2 separate regions of the Bombyx mori genome follow, and region 2 is linked to region 1. The links are chromatin contacts, called in public Hi-C maps. All regions are on one chromosome and are shown on one strand. Each heading gives the region's core, a stretch centred on a gene start, on an enhancer-like site or on the middle of the called end of the contact. The rest is flanking DNA. Distances are from core to core; before and after follow the strand shown.

Region 1 (4,668 bases), core at 1,236-3,735:
TCCTGAAAGTTTCTAAGTAAGTCTAAGTAAAAAATTTAGCAATACTCTTGTAATTTGAGTTATCAAGATGTACTGTTCATCCAATGCATAAGCATTTTTAATAAATGTATTTTATAGTAGATTCATCCCTCCTCTACACCGTCTTGCCTACACATTCAATAATTGATACAGTATCTAAACAACCAAATAAATTCATAGACGATTAAAACTGTGCTAAATGAGAGCTGTGATTCAATGCCATGTTAATCATAAACTCCTAAGTCACAAGTTTGAACTTGCACAAGTGATTGTGTTCCCATACTTAGAAATTTTAACCAATGTAAACTTTTTTACAGGTCTGCACACAGGCAAGACGGAACTTATTAATCTAAAGTTTGATAAAGGTATTTGTACACAGTATAATATTATTCCAGCATTAAAGCTATTGGGATATTAATGTACAATTATTATTAATATCAAACAATGTTTATATTACGATACATAAATAAAAATTGTAGTATTAAAACGCTAATCTTATGAATATGAGCTAATAATATTAATATGTGGATAATGGTTTGATATGATAGTGATGATAATCTTAAGTAGGCAGGCATGTGTACATAGATATGCATGAGACTTAAATGATTTCTTGCTCTCTGTCTTTACTTTCTCATTCACTACTATAAAATTCAATTCGGTAGTGACCTTTGCATACTTTTAACCAAATGGGTATGATTTGGTATTTTAACCATAAGTTGTATAGTTTTTAAAGAGATCCATATTTGGATAAACATTTGGTAATATAGTTTGTTTTGAAAAGAGATTATAGTGTTAAGAATTTAAGGCCTTCTGCATCATTATGTCACAATGTTTTATTTTGTAAACTTTTGAGAGACGATTTGCCACAAGGTTGATAATCAACATCAATTTAAAAGACTGATAGTTGGTAATTTTTTTTTTATATAGTTTTACCCTTAGATTAAGATGCATTATTTTATTCCAAATTTGCTCAAAATTTACAATTATTGAATAAATTCCTCTGCAATTCTGTTCTATCCACTGCTATACCATTTTGTAATCTTAGTGGTTACTTATTATTCAGATTCCCAAGTTTCACTTTGCCCTTCATATAAAATATCAATAGGAAAAACAATATACGATTTTGTTAAAATTAAGTAATTCTGTTTTATTAAAAAAATGTAAGAGTCAAACAGTTTCATTATAAACATGCACCATACATATTTCTGAACAAAACAAAAAAAAAAAAATCATTGAAAAATATTAGGTATTCATATTATGATTAATCATGTTTTCTGTACAAATTTATGAGAATTGAGGAGCTAGAGCAGGGTTGTTTACCAGAAATTAATAAGTGAATTCTGCTAGTATATGTTCTTATTCCTCTATTCTGATTTCAAAACTAAACAACAATGATACTATGTAGTTGTAAATTGTAAAAGGAGTGTGCACTAAAAATGTGAAAAAAAAACACTAAAACCTATGTCAACAATACTAAATTGTTTGCAAAGTATTGATTAACATACCTACCCAATAAAAATATCCTGCATAGTGGTTTATAGTAAATATGGTTCAAATTTATTATAAATGTGTAAAGTGTATAATCTGAATACAATTTGAAACACCAAATAGATTAAGTTTTTTTTATAAAATGTGGACTGTGGCAAATTTATTCCTACGAAAAACTGGAATGTGCAGCAAATAGTTTAATTTAGATTATTGCTTTATTTTATTTTAATTAACTTTTACGATAGCAATATTTTAAAATATTTTGCTGCTACCCTGTATACATTTGTGAAGTACTAGTGGAAGTGTAGTCTAAAATGTGCCATGACTGTGTCCATTTGTACTTTATAGCAATCTTGTATTGTGGTATAAGGGTGGGCCAACCTGACAGTGTAATAATAATAGAGTAGGTGGAAATATTCTGTTGTGATGTCTATGGGCTAATCATTGTGTTAGAATGTTTAACACAAAACAAGTTGTATTGAAATGGAATTGTAAATTTAATTTGTGGAATTGATAACAGAATATTGTTTTTTTATTTGATGCACAAATAAACACTGAATTGCATAATTTCTTTATTTATTTTTTAATACATCAAAATTTAATACAAACATCAAAACACAATCCATGAACATTTTAATTAACAATAAAATGCGAAATCGGATATATTAATCATGGAAACAGAAATAATCTAAACGTTAATAATAAATTAGTAACTAGAGAAGTTTCCATTACAGGTGACTCCAAATATATTAGAGGTAAAGATCATTTAAAGGACAGTACATGAACTTTTTTCACGGAATGGATTTACTTTCTGACTCGAAAACCCAACCAAAAGGCAATCTTCTTGCTCGTGTTCATTGATATACTTGATGATATCTGAAACTGCTACAGATACCGGGATTCTCTTTATTGCTGCTTCTCTGCGGAGCTGCTCAGTTACAGCCCGCTGCTGCTGTAACGTTGATACCATCATATCCATTACGGCTGTGTCCGAGAGGCCTATGTTGAAAACAAAAGCAAAACTAAAGGACTGAAACTGGGCGTCGCCTTGCACTCGTCGTGAGTCACCTACAAAAAAAGTATACTTTAATTTCAGAACATATGTTTCCTATTTATATTAGGAACTTTTTAAAAAGTATACTACATACTTACCCGAGGATTTTATTTTTTCTGGATAATAAATTAAGATTTACTGAAAATTGTCAAAGTCAATTAATGGCAGCAGATCGCCCATAGATTATATATACACTTAATGGATTGCCCATAGATAATGCACCTAGAAAGGCTCAGGGTCAGACTGTTTTTACATTTAATTCCGGCCATTGGTAACTGGCTTTTTTGATCCGTTTTAGTTTGTGGGGCGCTGAGGTATACTGGAAGGACTGAAAAAAGAAAACTCGCGGATACATCATTCATATTCTTTAAACAACAAAAAATTTACTTGACAAGTATTAATAGCAAAGAGACAAAAAAAATCTGACACCCAACAGTATAAAATTTAAAAGACGTAGTCATTTATCAGAATTCAAGCAAACAATTAAGGGCAGGAATTAGAGTACAACTGATAGGATTCCTCTGAGTCCTCTCAGTGTGTTGGAACTACCTGGCTTACAAATGTATTTATCCTTCGATTCGAGTCTATCTATCACTATTGGGTTCGAATCTTAAGCCTGTTTCAATCAATCTAAAAGACTGCACTGGGAATCACCTTAAGTTTCACTTTCTTCTTGAAGTCGTCGTAGCCTAAAGGATAAGACGTCCGGTGCATTCGTATGTAGCGATGCACCGATGTTCGAATCCCGCAGGCGGGGTACCAATTTTTCTAATGAAATACGTACTTAACAATTGTTCACGATTGACTTCCACGATGAAAGAATAACATCGTGTAATAAAAATCAAACCCGCAAAATTATAATTTGCGTAATTACTGGTGGTAGGACCTCTTGTGAGTCCGCACGGGTAGGTACCACCGCCCCGCCTATTTCTGCCATGAAGCAGTAATGCGTTTCGGTTTGAAGGGTGGGGCAGCTGTTGTAACTATACGAGACTTTAACTTATATCTCAAGGTTGGTGGCGCATTTACGTCGTAGATTTCTATGGGCTCCAGTAATCACTTAATATCAGGTGGGCTGTGAGCTCGTCCACCCATATAAGCAATTATATATATATATATCAGTCCGCTGAGTTTCTCGCCGGATCTCAGTGTGTCGTGATTCCGATCCAGTAGTAGATTCAGTCACGAAGCAGCTATTCTTGAGTTGTTAGGTTTCCTTTAGAGGCGCTCGGGTAGTTGTAAGCAAATACCACTCCTAGTTCAGCCCTTGCTCGCCCACATGTCCTGGTTAAATTGGAAAGGCTTCCAGGCCACTAGGAATCCCTCAATCATAAAAGAAAACTCTTATCCGGTGACGACGACTACACGTTTTTAAATTATTTGTTTAATCCGAAAAGGTTATGCTAATTTTGGAAAAAGTTGATATTTAAAACTGTGTGAGTGAAGACATACACGATAGCCGTGTCATCATCTCTGAGCGATAGTTTGGGTCAAACGCTTTCATATCATAAAGATCTCCCGTGTTCTGGCCTAATTTGAGTGTGTAATTTATGGTCGGTGCCGGGACTATTAACAATAAATGGATATAGAGGTTCCGCACGAATAGCGAGACATCTCCTGAAATATTCAATAACAATAACGTGAATGCGGTAATTCAACTTGAGAAACTAGGTTGGAGTCTCAGTCACTCAGTCGCATTGGACTTTATAATAATGACTGGACCATGCTGACTTCTTCAAATTCACATTTTTAGTGTAGTAATCTTTTCTTCTATAAGCCAAAATGACAGAACTACATTAGGGTTTTGAAACCAAATGCATATTTTAAATTAATATGATTTAATAAAAAGAAAACATCCATTAGTTTAGTTAATATCAATTTTATAAATATGTTACTCATTTAGACATTGATGTAGTAGTTCCTCATGACATTGCATACTTGCAAATGTGTTTTGTATTCATAATGAATCTATTATACTGGAGCAGTCAACACATTCAGTTGTTGTTAAACTTAACAAGTGGTAATGCGACCAGAAGCTGCCTGGCGTTTCTTCACATCCCAGTTGTAAACTCTAGCCATATTCACTTCGGTAGTGGTACACTGATCTC
Region 2 (4,668 bases), core at 894-3,393, 190 kb before region 1:
TTATGTTAAAAAAATACTTAAGTTTACAGGGTTAATGCTAACCAAATTACATGAGCAAGTGTAGTCTACATGGGACAGAAGGCTAGTATAAAAATATTTCGAGAAAACTGTTTCAACAGCTAAAAATCTATACCTGCATAAAATTTTGGTATGTGTATTTCAAAGCTGCTTTGTTTAAATCAATGCAGGACTGTTGTTCCGCAAATAGAGCTATTCCCAAACAATTACAAGGATCCAATTGCTTTTTAAGATAAGCACAGCATGCATTTGTTACTGAATGTAGCTGTAGTAAACTTGCTGTTGACAGGAGAACTTCCACAGTTTCTTCTCTTAGTTCTGTGAAAAATAAAATAGATTCATTATATTTAATACAACCAGTAATTATAAGTGATTGATATATTCCAAAGAAGAGTCAAAGGATTAGGCCAACACAAAAAAATAAAAACAAAAGTTGCTATGTATATATCAGAATGACTATTATTGTTCAATACAAAAATGTTGTATTTGAGACAAAATATTTCTTGAGAGTGGTTGTCTTCTTAACCTAAAGGATTAACATCATAATAAGAATTCAGATTTTTCTTCCAGCTCCAAAAGCCATTTTGTACCTTGTGGTAGCCTAGAATAGCTCTATTCTATCTCTTCCTGTGGGTGTTTTAACTGAGATATTAACCTGACAATGGATAGCAACATCTTAAGAGTATTATAACAGTATATTGAGATTGCTAATCAACATTTATTTATAGGTGGGGTGTATTGTGGCTTGTAGAGGTAGTAGTAATAGTTAATAGTATCACGATCCTGCCTTTTTCTACTGTATAGTAATCTGGTGTTTCAGTTTGAAGGACAACATAGGCATTATGATCTATATTGAGACTTTTCTATTCTGTCTCAAGGTAGGTGGTGGCATTTAAATTGTTTTGTCTTTGGCCCTCAATAATCACTTAACTAGGTAGACCATAAACTAAACAGACCATCTACAGAAATATAATAAGATATGTTGTGGGTATTTATCTGCATCACTAAGAAAGGAAAAATTTGATCTTTTATTTGTATCTAGTATATTAATGGCTAATAAATTAACCTATTGTGCCTGTGTAGCAATAGTGAACAAGAGCCTGTAGTGCCTGTGAGTCAATGCGCTCAAGTGTTATTTCCGTTAGCTGAGCCTCACGCAGTGAACCCGTAAACATGGCTGCAAAGTACTCACTGCATGATGCCAATAATACTTTGTGTGCTGGTATCCTAAAATAAAACAAAAATATTGAAAATTTTATTCTCTCATCTTTGATTAACTTGGCAGTAAGTTATTCAAAATTGTGACTTTCAAGTTATGACTAAGTTATTCAAACAAATCATATTTTTATATGGATAGTATGATTTGTTTCATATTTATTCTTTGTTAATTTCTATGCAAGGATAAATATACTGTAATAAATACTGTCTTATGATTTTTGTAATTTCAAGAGCTCTTTTAAAATAAAGTTTAATATAGTTTCAATAATTTCAATTTACAAGCCAATTTTTTTTTTTCTGGAAGCTCAGTATCTTTACCCTATGTAGTCAAAAGCGAATGAAATGTATTTAAAACTATATGTTTTAAACCTTGTTTTTTAAAGCATAATTGCATTATTTAAAATAGCTTCGAATCAAAGCCAAAATAACCGAATTTATAACTAATATATAAGCTTACCTGCATCCATCTGCGATTAAAAATACGTCGCACAATTTCTGTGATTGATAGTATCCGTAAATATTTTTTAAGGCTACTTCAGCGTGTCCCTTATCACAAAAGAACTCATCTTGACTAGATGAACTGGAAAGACTTAGTTGACTAAGTTCTCGAGGTAGTCCTTCATCAATGGAATTTGTGGATATATTGTCTTTCGTAGTTTCTGACTTATGAGAATCGGATCCAGACATCATTAGACAATAGAATTTTAATTTTATTTTAGAACGCTAGTCGGAATAAGAGCAATTTATAACAGAACAAAGCACAACAAAAGCACAAGATAATACAAAATAATGAATATTTTTCAATCAATGCGCATTAGAAAATGAACAATGCAGTGAATATTACTCGAAATTTAAAAACAAAGCGCTATTCCCTGACAGAACAGTCACTGACCTTTCTTTCTGTTTATTTCATTATGGCAATGCTGTTATTGCCAGTGTTGAATTTACAGTCAGTTTGTAAGTACCGGTAAAACGGGGGGACAAATCCCAACTTGGACAATTTTAAGGTATGTAGTTGTTGATGTATAAAATGCTATATCAGGATCAAAATTATTGAATCTTGGGGGTATCTTTGTTACTCAATTTAAAACTATGCAATTAGCATTCCAGTTTAAGCAAAAAGTTGTGATATCCCTATTTACCCGGAAATTGGGGTTAATGGGGTTGAAATTAGTGTCAATTAATAATTTTGCTAGGACTGCCACCACTTGGTTTTTATTAATTAATTTATTTATTTATTTAGTTGCACCAACAAAGTGATCATTTATATATAATATTATTATCTGGTTTAAGAGGTTAGGTGTGTCGGTTATTCCATGGATTAATTTGTATAGAAATATACCACCCATTAGTTTCCTCCGGTTAAAAATAGAGTCAAGATTAAAGTGACGAAGTATGTCTCCATAGCTGGGTAACTTCCTACCCAGACTGTAGCTGTAAGACAAGTTCCATAGAAACCGTTTCTGGACACTTTCCAATCGTTTCTTGTATATCTCATAATAAGGTTTCCAAACAATGCAGCAATATTCTAATGTACTGCGTACGAGAGCATTATATATATTTTATATATAATTCGATCTAAATATCCCTTTATTATGAAGCGTAAGTCATTTATTATATATTCATGCATGGGTTTATTCATTTATTATGTATTTTTCTGCTTCTTCATTTAAACATTTTTGTCCACCTTGAGATTTCATTGTTGTTGTTACATGTCTGTGCAAAACCAACTTACTTATATTAAATTGCTTAGCTATTTCAACTATAGACTTATTCTTAATTTCATAGGCATTGATGTTTTTAATATTAAGGGATCATATCTCTTATAAGGCTCTTTCAAACCAACACGTAACTGATAATATAAATATTTTCCAAACAATAAAATAACACATTAGTAATTAAAAAAAGTTCTAGATAAAAATATCATAAATAAACTAGATTCTTACCAACACATTTAAAAAAGATTGTTATAACTACATAGGCAACCCTACAAACCTGTATTTATTTATACTTAAGTCGTTCCCATTGAACTCATTCTCATCCCAATTGACCCCCTTTTCGTTGTTATTTGTACCTGAGACGTCCCATTATTTCCAAAACAACAGATTTTTACATGTATTTCTATGTTATCAAAAAAAAACATTAAAACCAATAACAACTGAGACTTAGCTTTAATATATATATGATGGCCCAAGCACTAAATATCGTTTATAAATCACAGTCGTCTTCTATTATTGTCAAATAAATAAAAGAGAACAAAGTTTCTAGCACTAAGATAATTATCACCACAAGAAGTTAATTTGAAATGCGATTTTTTAAATGCTAGCAGCTATTGTCATGCATATTCAGAGTTCCTTTGTGAACTTTCAATATTCTACTATTACACTACATAAAAGGGAAGATTTTGCAACGAATTTATAATATAATATTGAGCTCTCAATCCCTAATCACCCCGTTTTACGGTACCTACCTACCTAAGTACTAGAACCTTTAATGTCGTCTAATGTTTGTTGTTTGCCGAGTACGATTTTAGGAATGGAAATGAGGTATGTAAGATTTCACATAATTGTAAGTGTTGGATGGGATAAAATGAAACAATCCTTTAAAAATGACCTAACCATACTTAAAAAAAGACAGAACAAAAGTGACGGTGACACTACGATAGGGTTTTTTCTTTTTCACTCTGTTGCCGGATGGTATTATTTTTTGAGCTTATATAAAAATTATAAATTGTATCCGCGCAAAAGGGAATAATTTATATTTAGCATATTTACATGTTACGAGATTCCTTGTTATGGAACTTACACAATTTAAAATGAATAAAAGGTCAGCGAAACAGACAATAATGATAAATACGATGATGATGGACGATAAAGATAAGAAAGCCGTTGATAACAAAAAAAAATGTTTGTCGTTTTAGTAACTAGGTCACTAGCGCGACATAGGTATTAAGAATTTCAATATTGAAGTATATACTTATTATAGGCTTCCCCAATGGTTTCCCATGAAGTTCTTTTTTGTTTAAAGTTCTATCTATGCGTTTTTCTCATCCAAGTCGTTCCTGCCATTTTTTGTGTCACATCTTTTCATCTACAATACATTGTTGTCGACCTACCTCTATTTCGGTTTTTGTATCTTGGACACCATTCTGTCACTCTGGCCCATTTTTCCATTTACCTCGAATTAGATCTCCAGTCTATTTCCACTTTAGTTGTTCTATACGGTATTTTACATCTATGATTTTTGTTTGTGTTCTTATTTTTGTTAACCGTATTTTACCTTTCAATTTCAGTTTCTTCTTTCCATTCGGTGTTGACAAATTTAGATTTTATGTTCTTATTTTATATATTTAAGATTTTCTTTGACTTAATCGGTATTTCTGACTTCTTCATGACATCTTTACGAGCCCCATACCTTTTCCATCCTATTTTA

Evidence for each region. A called contact is a pair of places that touch in the nucleus more often than the background predicts.
Region 2: a contact with region 1 is called in a Hi-C map of posterior silk gland, with 2.6 times the contacts expected there. The contact joins the promoter of LOC101742855 here to the promoter of LOC101740811 in region 1. A contact is called at or near these places in 3 of 7 Hi-C or Micro-C datasets (middle silk gland, posterior silk gland and whole pupa).

Annotation. Positions count from the first base shown.
Region 1 is chr23:7,465,991-7,470,658 of ASM3026992v2, reverse strand. LOC101740811 (guanine nucleotide-binding protein subunit gamma-1) reads right to left here and starts at 2,485. Exons shown (of 1, transcript XM_004921698.5): 1 at 2,066-2,485. The coding sequence starts at 2,485. The coding sequence ends at 2,273. It overlaps Cide-b (cell death activator CIDE-B), which reads left to right. Exons shown (of 3, transcript NM_001114870.1): 3 at 336-1,232. LOC732997 (prefoldin subunit 3) reads right to left here. Exons shown (of 4, transcript NM_001046993.3): 4 at 4,510-4,667. The coding sequence ends at 4,571.
Region 2 is chr23:7,651,299-7,655,966 of ASM3026992v2, reverse strand. LOC101742855 (kelch-like protein 5) reads right to left here and starts at 2,143. Exons shown (of 10, transcript XM_038019222.2): 1 at 1,694-2,143; 2 at 1,211-1,245; 3 at 134-336. The coding sequence starts at 1,926. It overlaps LOC119630321 (a long non-coding RNA gene), which reads left to right and starts at 3,688. Exons shown (of 5, transcript XR_009976249.1): 1 at 3,688-3,782.